2 separate regions of the Oryctolagus cuniculus genome follow, and region 2 is linked to region 1. A link is a contact called in public Hi-C data. All regions are on one chromosome and are shown on one strand. Each heading gives the region's core, a stretch centred on a gene start, on an enhancer-like site or on the middle of the called end of the contact. The rest is flanking DNA. Distances are from core to core; before and after follow the strand shown.

Region 1 (7,734 bases), core at 1,969-4,468:
CCCTCTGGTTTACAATTTCTCTTGAAAGCTCTGTTCTTGGATGCAGCTGATCTGTATACAGTAGTTTTGGCATGCATTGAGTAGAAACTTTGCTCAACTCCTAATTTCTTTCAGTCAGAATTGTGTGAGCTAAATCACTTGAGATGTCTGTAGTATTGGCTGTTGTTTCTGCTGTTAATCATTGGTCCTCATCCATAAGAACATAAATAGGATGATTTTTTTTTCCTTGCAAGTTGAGATAGATAACCTGCTTTTACAAACTTCATCTTCAACAGTGTCTCCTTTCTTAAAATGAGTTCTATAGCTTCAAATTCTTGATTTCTTTAGGGGCATTCTTCCCATAGATTTTTAGTAACCTGTCAGTGATTTCACAATCTGTAAGAGCTTCACCACAAATTTGATGTGTGTTCCTCTACTTTGGCACAATTCCTGTTGCTCTTTTAGGGGTTCTTTTCAAACTGATGTCTTATTCTTCTTAGTACCTGCAACTAGATTCTTTTCAGACATGTTATACCATAGTATAAATATTTTGGCATAAAACACTCAAATCCATGCATAGCTTTTTCATATTGTATATTTTCTATGAAAATTTTAAGGCCTTTTGTATGAACTTCAGCTATTACTAATATTAATATGTTTTTCTGTGATTGAACTTAATGTGTATTTGGAGCTTGCATTAGCTTCTCATTATTATGACAAAAATCTCTGAGACGGGCTACTTTGTTTTAAAAAGTTTGTTTTGGCTCCTGATTCTGGAGGTACGGGGCCTGGGGGCTGCATTTGGCGATGGCCTGACTGCTGGCAGAGTCCTGAGGTGGCACAGGGCATCACAGGGTAAGTAAGACATAGGGAGCATGCGGGTGTCCATCCAGCTTCTTTTCCTCTGTGGAATAAAGCCACTAGGACTCAGTCACAGGGTTTCCACCCTAATGACCTTGTTTAATACTGATCACCTCCCAAAGGCCCCATCTCTAAACATCATAGGCAGATGGAGTTTCCAGCCTCTGTATACATCACTATGAGGATTAGATTCCATACACGAAGCCTTAGGGAACACTCAAGCCTGTCCAAACCATAGCGGAGCCCTGTTCCATCTTCCCCTGCCTCTCCCTCTCCCATCTTTCAAATAACTAAAAGTTTAAAAAACAAAAATAAAATGCAAGCACATAAACTTTTTTATTTTATTTTATTTATTTTATTTATTTTTTTATTTTTTGACAGGCAGAGTGGATAGTGAGAGAGAGAGACAGAGAGAAAGGTCTTCCTTTGCCGTTGGTTCACACTCCAATGGCCGCCGCGGCCGGTGCGCTGCGGCCGGCGCACCGCGCTGATCCAATGGCAGGAGCCAGGAGCCAGGTGCTTCTCCTGGTCTCCCATGGGGTGCAGGGCCCAAGCACCTGGGCCATCCTCCACTGCACTCCCTGGCCACAGCAGAGAGCTGGCCTGGAAGAGGGGCAACCGCGACAGAATCCGGCGCCCCAACCGGGACTAGAACCCGGTGTGCCGGCGCCGCAAGGCGGAGGATTAGCCTAGTGAGCCGCGGCGCCGGCCCAAGCACATAAACTTAATCATCGTGTTGCAAGATGAAAGTCAAAGTTTCAACATAAAATCATTTCCTTTTGAAGGAAACATGTTATCTAGAGAGAATATTCTGGAAATTAATGTTTAAAAAGTTTTCATGATTTTTCTTTGCCAAGAACTAAATATTTCAAATTCTCACTGGAAACTAATATGTTTAAACATATTTTCAAATAATATATATTTTAGCAGTATTTGAGCAAACTTATTAAAATATGCGCAAACTGAAGAAAGTACAGAGGGATGGAAATTTACTAACCTATTTTTAACAGGACTTCTGCTAAATTGGAAGAGGGAGTTGAGCAGTGAGTACCAAGACTTAGTAGGCAAGCCACAGACCACTCCCTTCTACGTTGTCTTTGCATTCCTTTGTGACACCCGGGCAAACCAAGGATGCCCGCACACTAGTTCACAACCACATCTTCATCTTTCAGTCCTTTTTTAAAATTAGTATTATCACTAACCAGGATATTTGATAAAAATAGAGATCATTTAATATTGTTTGCACAAAAATATTAAAGGCATGAGTGAGGAACAGTTATTTTTGTACCAATAAGTAGTTAAAAGTACTGGTTTTGGTCTCTTTTATACCTTTTGTACTTAGCACATTTTAATGTTTATACACTACATGTAGTGTTTGCCTGAGATTTACATGTGCATATGCGTAGTGGGAGCTATGTGCTTCTCTTTTTTTCTAAGCTAAGGTGCATTCCTAAAGGTGGCACTAAAAATATTTACAGTGTGTCAACTGAAAACCTAAAAAAGCAAAGTGAATTGACGGAGGTGTCTCCAGCAGGGCGACTTAGGTCTTTGAATTTCCTGTGTGTGCCCTTTGACTTTCATATCCATTTAATTCAAACACGTTTGCATCCCTTGGAGAATTGGCATGTTAGCCACGGGACTTACGCTTTTGGCTGTTTGGTTATGAGAGTCCTGATTGGAAACTCACCCTCAAAGATACTGCAGTCTCCATGTGAACAGCTGTTGGTGACCAGGTTGAATAGTCCCCTCCTAATTTTGTTGTGTCCCCCACAAAGAGCTGTAGTTGCCTGTTAACTCCCTGAGAGTTCCAGCCAGCTTTCCTGATGATGTGTATTCACATGCATGGCAGTGTGCACTTAGGATGAGGCGCAGGTTGGTGTCAAGTTTAAGCCTAGGACCCTGAAAGCTGCTGTGATTTAACTGCTTCCTGCATGTGTGACCTTGACAGAGGGGCCTTCCTTCCCTGTGGCTCACCTTTCTCAGAAAAGCATCATGCATGTTCCCATAGCACCTCTTTCCTGGGCTGCTTGGGACCAGAACTGCTTGAATTCCTGTAGTGCTCTCAAAAGAAAAGGAATCAATAAAAGCTGGCCAGTAGCAAGCATGTCTGTTTACTCTTACCTGAACGACTGGGTTTTGGAGGAAAGAATTAGCTGTTTTCTCAACACTTGGCTTCAGCTTTTGAGATGACACAGTTTTGCAATGTCAACCCTAACTAGCACTTCCTACCACTGTTCCTGCTTCTGCATAAGGATCCACACTTTGCAAGTTCCATTTATGTTTTCTTAACACTAGGTGGCAGTGTTAGCACAGATGGAAGAAAAATCCAGCAGCTCCTGCCCCGCCCTCCTTTGCCTTTTCTACTTGGTAACTTTGTAGCCAGCTTTTGAATCTCCCATCGGTCTAATATTAGTAGTCTGGGTGCACTCCAGCGCTGAGCCCTAGAGGACACTGGCTGGAGGATAAATGGGACATTTAAATGATCATTGCCTCCTGCGGAGCAAACCCAGCCTGTGAAGATGTGGAGAAGCTGCATCCTTATTTCTTTTCTATCAGCCACTTACACTGAGCTTTAGGGCGGTTTTTCTGCATGGGAATAGATTCAGGCACGCTTGAGCAGCGGCCGGGAGCGTCGTGAGCTTCCCCGAGGATCTGCCAGCTTTGATAGGGGCTGTCATTCCTCAGGAATCTCAATGTTCCCCTGCTAATGAGACTGCCGCCCTTGACGGGTGGAATTTCGCTGTGTCCTTCCTTCTTGACTTTGTGGGAGAGGCAAGGATTTGCCAGGACTCCCGGGTCTTGATTTCAAAAACTTTTTTTTTCTTTAAATAAAAGTTTTGTCCTTTAAAGATTTTAACCTGGGGCTCCTCCGAAGAAGATAAGAGATTTCTGGACTTCTGGTTAAAATGAAAAATGCAATGACCTGAGTGGGCAAAGGCTTGGGGGCAAAGGACTACTCTTGTTTCTCCTTTGAATTTGGTTTTCATGGGCTCTTCTGAAGCCAGAGAGCTCCCACGGGGCAGATCCACCCTTTAGTGGATTTGGCATATATATGCAGCCCAGACATCTGTATATCCGTGTATCTCCATATACATTAATATACAGTGGTCTAACCTTATCTATGGGGGATACATTCTAAGGCCCGTAGTGGATGCCTGAAACTGCAGGTAGTACCTACCCTGTCTGCTAGCCCTGTGATATGCTGGCGGTTGATCTGACCACAGAAATGGCTACAAAGTGACTTGGATAAGTAGTGTATTATTAGTCCATTTTCTGTTACTGTAATGAAATATCCAAGGCTGAGGAACTTTGTCCAGAAAAGTGGGATTTATTTAGCTCATGATTCTGGAGGTTCGAGGGGTTGGTGGCTTAGCACTGAGTCCCCAACCTAAGGTGCCACCACCTGTTAGTATCACCACACTGTGGACCAGGCTTCCAGCACATGGACCGCTGATGACACACTGAAAGCTTTGCTGGACAGAGGAATTCATGTCCTGGGCACGACAGATAGATGTGTCCTTACACTACTCAGAGTGGCCTGAACTTAGGGACTCCTTATTGGGCATCATTCATAGAATTTTCCATTTAATCTCTTCCAACTGTGGTTGACTACAGGTAACTAAAACTGGGGTGAGCACAGCCATAGATAATCAATCACACATATTTTTGATCATTCACCCCACGAATAGGAGGTATCTTCTAAAATCTCATGCATGCCGGTGCCGCGGCTCACTAGGCTAATCCTCCGCCTGCGGCACCGGCACCCCGGGTTCTAGTCCCGGTCGCTCCTTTTCCTGTCCAGCACTGCTGTGGCCCGGGAAGGCAGTGGAGGATGGCCCAAGTGCTTGGGCCCTGTACCCACATGGGAGACCAGGAGAAGCACCTGGCTCCTGGCTTCGGATCAGCAAGGTGTGCTTGCCACAGCGCGCCAGCTGCAGCGGTCACTGAGGGGTGAACCAACGGAAAAGGAAGACCTTTCTCTTTGTCTGTCTCACTGTCCACTCTGTCAAAAAAAAATCTCACGGAAAGTATGTATTATGAAAAACTGAATGGATTAAATAACTTTTGGACCAAATTAACTCTTACTCCCATTTTCTGGGACCATTTTGGAGAAAGCCTTGTATTTATTGGGCGCCACTGTATGCCAGGTGTTGATCTCAACAGTGCAGATAAAGCAGCAAACTAAACAAATGGAAGGACCCTTCCATGGGACCTTGGATTACAGGGTGGGGGACTGCGCATAGGCTGGGCAGTGGGTGCTGGGGAGTGAAGAATAGAGGGGTGGAGAAGTGAGGAGTAAAGGTGATTCCGTCCCACACAGGCATTGCTCAGAAAGATGCTTGGGTAGGGTGACATCCCCACAATTAGACACCTGCCTGAAGTGAGGGGGTGTGCCCCTTCTCAGAGGACCATCCTAGGAGGAGGGAAGAGCAGGGGAATGCGCTGAGGCTGCAGGGGGTGGGCGTGGGGAGGGCAGAGGCAGGTGCAGATCGGTGGGACCTGAGCCTTCTGCAAATGTGTCACCCTTTTTAAGAGAGAAGACACATGCAGACAGGAAATAGGAAAATCCCAGGAAGTTATACAAATTTTAATTTTTGTAATATTTGGAAGGCAGAGAGAGAGAGAGAATGTCTTCGAACTGCCGGTTCACTCCCCAAAAGACTACAGTCCACGAAGATCTGGGTGGGGCTAAGCTGAAGTCAGGAGCCAGGAACTCCATCGGGCCTCCCACATGGGTTCGCCGGGGCTCAAGTATTTGGGCCGTATATGGCTGCTTCCAGGGAGCTAGATTGGAAACAAGCAGGGGGAATTCGAAACAGTGCTCCTATGGGGGTGTCGTAGTCACAGGTGGCAGCTTAACCTGCTGTGACACAATTCTGGCCCCACAAGAATTTTTAAAAGCTGACAAATTGTGAAACCCTGCAGGTCCAGTGAGGATATTTTTATCCATTAACTGCCTAACACGTTTGTAGGATTTTCCACCCCCCTACGGTGTTGGCTACACAACCTGTGAGTGTTTTTTCATTTGACTTGGGTGGTGTAATACATTCTTGCAGAGGTAAGAGAAAGATAATAGAGTCTTTCTTTTAGCACGGGTGAGCAAAATACTATCGGCAGCTTATACATTTCTTCCAGCTCCACTCTTTGTTTATGCTGTGTGCATCTCTGAGATTCACAGAACTGGAAAGCCGTCTCAGAAGTTCCCTTCACGTGGGAGCTGCAAGATTAGGAAAATTTTTTCCCCAGGGTACATTCTGAATCTCTTTGTGGGAAACCTTGACCTTCTAGAATCTCAGGGCCACGCCCGCATCTCATTTGCTTCCTGTCATCTCATCTCTATGACAGCCTGGCAGGGTGGGGCAGCCAGGGGAAGACAAGCATTTCTCTGAACCCAGCATGGGGAAGCCATGTGACCAGCATTAGCTTCCACAAATGACACAGCCTTGAATCAGCTTCCGCTTAGGCAGGTCCTCAAAATGCTCATGGCCACTCCAGCGCCTTCTGATAAGAAGAGGAAATGAGAGAGAGTAAGCAGGAGGAATTGAAAGAGGCTGGGATCTTAACTGATTGTGGTTATTTATTTATTTCTTTATTTTTTGCTTTCAAACTTTTATTTAATGAATATAAATTTCCAAAGTACAGTTTATGGATTACAATGGCTTTCCCCCCATAACGTCCCTCCCACCCGCAACCCTCCCCTTTCCCACTCCCTCTCCCCTTCCATTCACATCAAGATTCATTTTCAATTCTCTTTATATACAGAAGATCAGTTTAGCATATATTAAGTAAATATTTCAATAGTTTGCTCCCACACAGAAACATAAAGTGAAAAATACTGTTTGAGTACTAGTTATAGCATTAAAACTCAATGTACACCACACTAAGGACAAAGATCCTACATGAGGAGTAAGTGCACAGTGACTCCTGTTGTTGACTTAACAACTTGACACTCTTGTTTATGGCATCAGTAATCACCCTAGGCTCTTGTCATGAGCTGCCAAGGCTATGGAAGCCCCCTGAGTTCACTGACTCTGATCATATTTAGACAAGGCCATGGTCAAAGTGGAAATTCTCTCCTCCCTTCAGAGAAAGGTACCTCCTTCTTTGATGACCCGTTCTTTCCACTGGGATCTCACTCATGGAGATCTTTCATTTAGGTTTTTTTTTTTTTTTTTTTTTTTTCCCCAGAGTGTCTTGGCTTTCCATGCCTGAAATACTCTCATGGGCTTTTCAGCCGGATCCGCATGCCTTAAGGGCTGATTCTGAGGCCACAGTGCTGTTTAGGACATCTGCCATTCTATGGGTCTGCTGTGTATCTTACTTCCCATGTTGGATCATTCTCTCCCTTTTTGATTCTATCAGCTAGTATTTGCAGACACTATTTTTGTTTATGTGATCCCTTTGGTTCTTAGTCCTATCATTATGATCAATTGTGAACAGAAATTGATCTCTGGGACTAGTGAGATGGCATTGGTACATGCCACCTTGATGGGATTGAATTCGAATCCCCTGGTATGTTTCTAACTCTACCATTTGGGGCAAGTCAGCTTGAGCATGTCCCAAATTGTACATCTCTTCCCTCTCTTATTCCCACTCTTATATTTAACAGCGATCACTTTTCACACTTTTCAGTTAAGTTTCAGCACTTAAGAAGAATTGTGTATTGATTACAGTATTCAACCAAAGGTATTAAGTAGAACAAACAAAAAAATACTAAGAGGGATAACATATCAAGTTGCTCATCAACAGTCAGGGTGAGGGCTGATCAAGTCACCGTTTCTCCCAGTGCTCATTTCACTTTAACAGGTTTCCTTTTTGGTGCTCAGTTAGTTGTCACCTATCAAGGAGAACAAGTGGTATTTATCCCTTTGGGATTGGCTTATTACACTCAGC
Region 2 (7,734 bases), core at 2,690-5,189, 180 kb before region 1:
CTCAGATTCCCTAACAGAAAGCAGGCGTGTCTGACCCAGACGCCGTGTGTGTGACCACATCACTGCGCAGTTCACTTTTCCTTACTTCCTTGAGTGAAGAGCCTTACTGTTCTCACCTTGTAGTTGAATGCAGGGATGCACACTTTTCGAGAAGCTTTGAATGTCAGCTAGTAGATAATCTTAGAGGCCCGTTCAAGGTTTGATCTTCTGTGGCCTAGTGATGTGTTGGGTTTAGTCCACTAAAGTCCACCTATCTTTAGCTGTTTGTAACTGTTATATAAAAGAAGCAACACTGGCAACTTTAGGCATGTTTTCGATAACTTTCTGATCATCTTTCCTGCAGCTAATTTTCCCAGAATTCGTTAGACAACAAGACAAGGTTTCCACCTCTCTGTATCCTTCGGTTTAGATATTCCATGGAATTTGGCCTTATTTCATTTTGCATAGCACAGAATCAGCAAACATCCTATAATAGGCAGATATGAACTTAGAGTAACCCAGGCTTGCGTTTCTCTGAACCCTGCTGGCCTCCGGGAACGAGGCTGCGATGCCACATATTTGAGTGTTCTTTCCGCCTTCGGCTAGCGTTGACTCATGTTTGTGTGAAGTGGAGGGAAATTAAAGCCTTATCCCCTCCCTGGTGTCTTACAAAAGAAAGCCAAAGAAAGAGACCAATTGGAAGATGAAAGCCTGCTGCATTTTAATCTTCTCATCTGCCTGCACTGTGTGGCCTCTGGGCCTTGTCAACAGGGGGAAGTAGTTGAGCCTGTGGACTATTTACTTGGATTTGGCCTGTGGAAGCCCACTCTGTTCTCAGCTGTTCCTTGTTGGTACCAAAGTGCTCCCTGAAGCACGCACTGAAATAAATCCAGGCTTTCAGGCTTGCCCTTGAGTGCATAGTTGACGGATGCCTGTGATGCTGGCCAGCAGATCTCAAGGTGGAAAGGCAAGATAAGGGGGAAGAAGCTTCCTGGATATATGGATTGGGGAGCGAATGTTTTCTTTCTGCCCCCCAAAGGTTCAGTCACTGAGGCTATGAAATGACCCGAGAGTAGTTGGATTAACAGGAGAGAAGGCTTGCGCGGGGTCATCACAAGATGTGATGGGATTTGAATACCCAAATGATGTGGGCAAGGCAGGTATTCATTTCACTTGAGGCTGTTCTCATGCACAAAGACAAGCATGTGAAGTGCTGACACGTATAAGGTGCACGAAGTGATAAAATTGATATAAAAGATGAGAAAGTGAACACCCTCCCCCATATACATGTGAGCGTGGGGTTGCGTCCCACAGAGAAATACCTGTCATGCGGGGGCAGTAGGCCAGAAGACGGGCTGCAAGGAGATGGGGTGGAGGAGGAGAGACCCAGAAAGCACCTGGCAGCCCCTCCAGCCGTGATCTGTGACGGAAGAGATACAGAGCTCCCCCACCATGTTGGTCCCTTTGTGAGGTTAGGGGTGGTGCCTCCAGATTGTGTGGCCCTTCGACAAATTCTGAGCTTACTTCCCATATTCTCATGGTGTGTCCTTTAGGTCCTGATGAAGGAGAAGCATCCTGGAACCGGGGGCATTCTGCTTGACAATGAGGAGAAAAGAATTACACGGGGTTTGGAACTTCCAGCTCAGCGACCTTGCTAGCTGCCTGCCTATGCCATCTCACCCACACGCAGTGATATCTGGAAGTCAGGAGCTCTCCCTGGGGAGCGTGGACCAGGACATAGGCAGCCTGAGGGAGCGTAAATGATTTGGGAGGGAGATGAATGAGCCTCGGAAGGATAAGTGATGGCCTTTGACGGAGTCTGTGTGGGCATGGTGTGAATGTTCAGTCTCTCTCCTGTGATGTAGTTTATCTTTTCTGATTGATGGGCCTCCTGAGGGAGGCACTTGTAACAGTTGAGTTTCTTTTAGGGGAAATTTATCTTTAGGAAGATGAGGAAACTTCAGAGAAAACCCCTCTGTGCTTAGGGAGAGAAAATGGACAGAGATAGAGGAAGTTGGGAGACGATTAGAGAGATGTCAGTTCTGCGAACTTCCAGCACTCTTTAGTTCAAAGTGCCCAGACTGCCAAAACACCATACTATGTGGTATCATTTTCTGTGTGCCTATAGTAGGATGTCTCTAGAGCCATAAAAACAATATATGTAAAATGCAGGGAGATACTTAGGGAGAAAGTGGCTACTCGTTTATGTCAGTTTATTGGGAAGTAAAGCCCAGTCAAGCCAAGGACTTCCCATTTTAGTTTTTTACCTCTGTAAGGGGTAGAACTTACTGAGTTGGTGTCATGGGAGATTTTTAGATATCACAGACCAAAAGGGATGTGGCCCAGCCCCAGCTGTTGCGTCCATTTGGTGATTGAACCTGTGGATGGAAGACCTCTCTGTCTCTGTCTTTGTCTATCTTTGTAATTCTGCCTTTCAAATAAAAAAAAAATAAACGTTGTTTTTACAAAAGGATTTCAATATATGAATGTTGTATGGACACAAACATTCAATCCATTGCAGTCATGCCATGGGAGGAAGTGGGCTGCACTCATGCCCCCATGAAGGGTATTATCCTTATCCTGGATTTACTATCATTGGCTCTTTGTAGGATATGCCTTTATAAAGTGACCATCAACAGATTGTATATGGTAGGACCTGGGTTAAAACTTGACGGAGTTAGCATCTACTTTGGCAGAAAGAGTGGGCTGTTAGGTCAGTGTCTTAGGTGATTGGAATAGGGCTGGGTTTGTTTTGAAGAAAAAAGATGGGAGAAAGTTCTGGAGCACCAAATACATTTTGTGTGATTTATAAGAAAGTCTTGTTGGGGATAGTGCTTTTGCACCACCAGAGGGCAGTAGTCATTCAACAATTATTAATTGAACTCCATAGTCTAAGTACCACTGAGATCTGGGGGAAACAGTAGCAGCCCCTATGAAAAGACAATTTTATACTAATTTTTTCTTTTCCCCTCTTTTTGCCTCTCTCTGATGACCTCCAATGAAATTTACCATTTTTTCTGTCAAATGTTTTCTTAAGTAGGATTATTCTACAGTGTTGAATACAAAACTTTGTAGTACTTATTATATTTTATTTATCTTTTAATGAAATATTTAATTTGGAGGTACCTAAAATTAATCAATGGCTTTTACAGTGTGACTGCAAAATATTGACTCCACTGCAGCCCAGTGAAGATTTTGGTAGTTTCTCCTACATCCTTCAAACAATTAAAGTTGTTTGGAAAGACAGTATCAGTTGAGACTCTTGGCACTTATGACTAATCCATTAAAACAAATAGCAATCTAGAAAATAAAAAGCTAAAGTAAGTGCCATTAAAGGGTAAGAAGTTCATTGGCTATACTGTACAAAAAGACGAAAATTAAAATGGGTTGTGTACTACAGGTTTATGTAAATATGAAAATCCTGTCACCCCCTCCTGTGTATGCTTAGATCCTTGTACAGGTAACAGAAAGCTCCATTCCATTCTCTTCAGTAGCATAATCTCCTTAGGATTGAAGATTGAATAATTAGCTCCCAAATTTATTTACTTCCTCCCCTCCCCTCCCCTGTCTCTTCTCCTCTCCCTCCCTCCTCCTCCCCTCCCTTCTCTATTTACTGCTGTCAATCTTATGACACATTTAGCACAATCAGGAAAATCTTCTCAGTGAATCAAGCACTTGGAGCCTGTAAATATATTGACGAATGCTGGCTAAGATACATATATCCCATGTTGTTTTGGTTTCCTATCTTCTAAAAAATTTTAGAAACATTTATTCATTTTCATTTTTCTTTAAAAAGCAGAGACAGGCATCTCCCAGCTGCTGCTTCACTCCCCAGATGCCTACAGCAGCCATGGCTGGGCCAGGCTGAAGCCAGGAGCCCAGAATGCCTTCTGAGTCATCTCTATGGATGGCAAGAACCCAAGTACTGGAGCCATTGCCTGCTGCCTCCCAGAAGGCCCACGAGCAGGGAGTTGGACGAGAAGCTGAGCAGTCCAGCATTTGGATTCAGGGATGTGGGTGTCTTAACTGCTGTGCCACAGTGCTCTCCTCACACCTACTCTTTGCATCAGATCCTTGTACAGAATTCTTCTTTTGAGCAACCTGTGGATTTTCAGCATTCTTTTTGGCGTTCATAGAGTTGCAGCAGACAACAGCACTGGCAGTTTTTCCAGCAGTCAATGTGGTAGCTGTTGCATTGCTGAATTCCTCCTCCAGATTCCACCTGTCCGCGGCCTGGCCTGGACTGTTTTACCATTATTTTTCTCTTTTTCTTCAAACCTATCACTGATTCCAAAACACGGAATAAGCTCCTCCCCCTGGGCTTTTCCCTTTGAGCAGCCACTTCATTTTTCATTTTATGTTTTATAGTGTTTTCCTTTTTCCCCTCATTCCTGAGGTTGAGATTTATGTTTAGATATTTTTAAAACAGTTCCTGAAAGTCATTCTACATATTTATGGAAAATCCCCAAGGGCACTACTCCTTATATGCATTGCCTATGTTGAAATTTTCAGCCCATTCGTAGAGAAATTGGACATGTGTTTTTCTAATTAGTTGATCTTGATATTTCTGAAATTTAAGACATCACTTTCAGAATCCATGCCACTTCCCTACATTTAGGCTGAGGGGAAGCTTCCCACTTGACATGTCATCTTCAGGGTCAGATCTTGAAGAGGGGGAGTCTAGAAAGGTAGCCTTCCGCTACACCACACAGCAAGCCGTCTGCGGCCTCAGGCAGTGGGTTAGTCGCAGGGTGGGAAGGAGTCCAGCCTGGACACAGGACTGAACATTGAGACCTGGGCACGAGTCTGCCCCCTGGACATTGCCATGGACTGTAGGCCTTCTCCAGGGTGTAGCATTTCAGAACATAGTCATTCTTACCCCACTCGGTTTGGCTGGGGTGGGACAGAAAAACCCTTTCTCACTGAAGGCCCAGGAAGGTGCTAAACTACCTCTTCTGAGGCAAATGTAGGCTGAGAGTTTCTTTCTGATTTGATCTGCTCACACTGGGCCTTGTATCAGACCCGCCTAAGTCTGTATTTTACTGTATGCTTTGTCTGATCCTTGAAATATCCTCCAGGACACGCTGTATTTGTGTATATTTGTACCTGGCCAAGAGCAGGATGAGTAACCCTTACCCAAAATGCTTGGGATCAGATGCATTTTGGATCTCAGAATTTTTTGGGTTTTGGAATATTTACATATATGTCAAGAGATGGCTTGGGAATTCTGCCCAAGTTGAAGCACAAAATTCATTTATGTTTTATATACAAACAATACACGTGGTCAGAAGGTAATTTTATGTAGTATTTTTAAAGTTTTGTTCTTTTTGATTGCGACCTCTCATAAGGTCAGTTATGGAATTTTCTATGCATACATAGTAGGGCTCAAAATGTTTAAAGTTTCAGATACTGGATTTTGTTTTAAAAGATTTATTTATTTATTTACACAGAAAGAGGAAGAGACAGAGACAGATCTTCGATCCACTGGTTCACTCCTCAAATGGCCTCATCAGCTAGGGCTGGGCCAGACTGGCGCCAGGAGCTTCTTCCGGGTCTCTTACAGGGGGTGCAGGGGCTCAAGCACCTGGGCCATCTTCTGCTGCTTTCCCAGGCCATTAGCAGGATGCTGTAGCAGAAGTGGAGCAGCCAGTCTCGAACCAGTGCCCACATGGGATGCTGGTGTTGCAGGTGGTGGCTTTACCTGCTGTGCCACAATGCCAGCCCCAGATACTGGGTTTTTAACATCAGGAATGCTCAACCTTTATTAGCCTTGGCCCAATGTATTTGAATGAATAAAAAGAAAGAACTTGTTTATTTGTCAATATCAACAGTTGGCCAACTTTTTCTGTGAGGGACAGATATTTCAAATTTATTGGCTGTGGGTCTCTGGAAACACTGCCCATTTTCCCTTTCCAATGCAGTGAGAAATTTCATTGTATGTGATTGGAGGCTGCATCTCAATAAAACTTTATTTATAAAAACAAGAGGCTCTGGCGCCACAGCTCACTTGGCTAATCTTCCACCTATGGCACCGGCACCCTGGCTTCTAGTCCTGGTTGGGGTGCCAGATTCTGTCCCGGTTGCTCCTCTTCCAGGCCAGCTCCCTGCTGTGGTCCGGGAAGGCAGTGGAGGATGGCCCAAGTGCTTGGGCCCTGCACCCGCGTGGGAGACCAGGAGGAAGCACCTGGCTCCTGGCTTTGGATCAGCGCAGCGCTCCAGCCTTAGCAGCCATTTGGTGGGTGAACCAACAGAAGGAAGACCTTTCTCTCTCTCTCTCTCTCTCTCTCTCTCTCTCTCACTCTCACTCTCTCTCTCACTGTCTAACTCTGCCTGTCAAAAACAAACAAACAAACAAAAAAAAACCCAAAAAACAAGAGGCTGGCCAGATTTGGCCCATACTATGGGCTTTAGTTTTCTACACTTGGTTTAAGATGCAGTTTCAAGTGAAATTAGGTACATCAATTCTCTTGCCTCCCACATTACTTTGAGCATAGTAGTTAGCAGAGGCATAAAGTACACAGATATTTATTGAGTGGGTAACTGAAGAGTTGTTTCCACTAATTATGACTGGATAATAATTATAACTGCTTTTTCTGAGAATACTTCAAGGAAGTTTTCAGAGAGTAGATAAGACATTGTATGTTGTGCTACAACACAATTTTAGTGAATAAGAAGTCTTGATAAGTCCATGCGGAGTGGACTCTCTAGGCGAAACTGGATGATTTCTCTGGGCCAAACTGTGTCTGAGAAAAGTATTTTTTGCAAAGCTTTAAAAAATTAGTTTTGCTTCAGGTAATGTGAATCCAGCCAAAATATCTCACTGTTTATACGCGAGTGACCTAATGTTTGAAATATTGGTCATCGCATCAATCTTCTGGGTGTGTGCTTAGTCAAGGGTGTTTGCTCAGTTTCATTGCAAGACGCGGCCTGCTTTATCGTCACAAAGTATGCAGCGTTTATGTGGTCTCGGCCTGCCTCGGTGTCACGGCGTGTTTACTATGAGGTGTAACGTGGAGCTGTCTGATATCATGTTAAGGCTGTATGTTTTTTGTTTTGTTTTTTTACTGTCAGCTAACTGATGTTAACCTTAGTTGTTACCCGAGATAGAGGAATTTGGGCCGTAACTGCTGAATACTTTGGCTTCCTGGCCCAATTCCCATTCTTCCATCCAGACTTTTTCCACTCTGGCCCCTGGAACAATTATTCAGTGGTAAACATTCCAATGTGTACCTCTTTCCTAAGTCTTTTTCCTTTTCCCCTTTGCTTTAAGCGAAGCTCAGATCTCTGGTTCTCCTGTAGTGTCTCCTGGTCATGTTTGCTGGTTTCCCTATGCCGTGTATACCTCGGGACTGGAAGAAGCAGCACCGCCACACAGCTGGCCTGAAGTGTTCACACAGAAATAGCACCTGTCGATAGTGTGGTGAAGGCATCTGACACCTGGGCCAGCACTGTGGCTTAGTGGGCTAAGCTGCCTCCTGCATTGCTGGCATTCCATGTGGGTGCTGGTTCCTGTCCTGGCTGCTCTGATCCAGCTCCCTGCTAATACCCATGGGAGAGCAGCCGAAGATGGCTCAAGTGCTTGGGCTCCTGCACCCACTCGGGAGACGGAGATGGAGTTCCAGGCTTCTGGCTTTGACCTGGCTCAGCCCTGGTTGTTGGAGTCATTTGGGGAGTGAACCCAGTGGATGGAAGATTGCCTCTCTGTCTCTCCCTCTCTGTCTGTAACTGCCTTTTCAAATAAATAAATAAATCTTT

The links. Hi-C and Micro-C count contacts between places; a contact is called where the count stands out from the background.
Region 2: a Hi-C map of an unstated tissue shows a contact between it and region 1, with 4 times the contacts expected there. The contact joins two enhancer-like sites. A contact is called at or near these places in 4 of 6 Hi-C or Micro-C datasets (ear pinna, embryonic fibroblasts, psoas muscle and 1 more).

What each region holds. Positions count from the first base shown.
Region 1 is chr9:36,701,750-36,709,483 of mOryCun1.1, reverse strand. No RefSeq gene overlaps it. Among named protein-coding and RNA genes, the nearest start is that of LMO7, 250 kb to the left of the region's middle. Within about 2 kb of position 3,218, at least 2 of the 8 cell types and tissues checked have an H3K27ac peak or open chromatin away from gene starts, as enhancers often do.
Region 2 is chr9:36,887,251-36,894,984 of mOryCun1.1, reverse strand. All of the region lies in intron 1 of LMO7 (LIM domain 7), which reads left to right. Among named protein-coding and RNA genes, the nearest start is that of LMO7, 65 kb to the left of the region's middle. Within about 2 kb of position 3,939, at least 1 of the 8 cell types and tissues checked has an H3K27ac peak or open chromatin away from gene starts, as enhancers often do.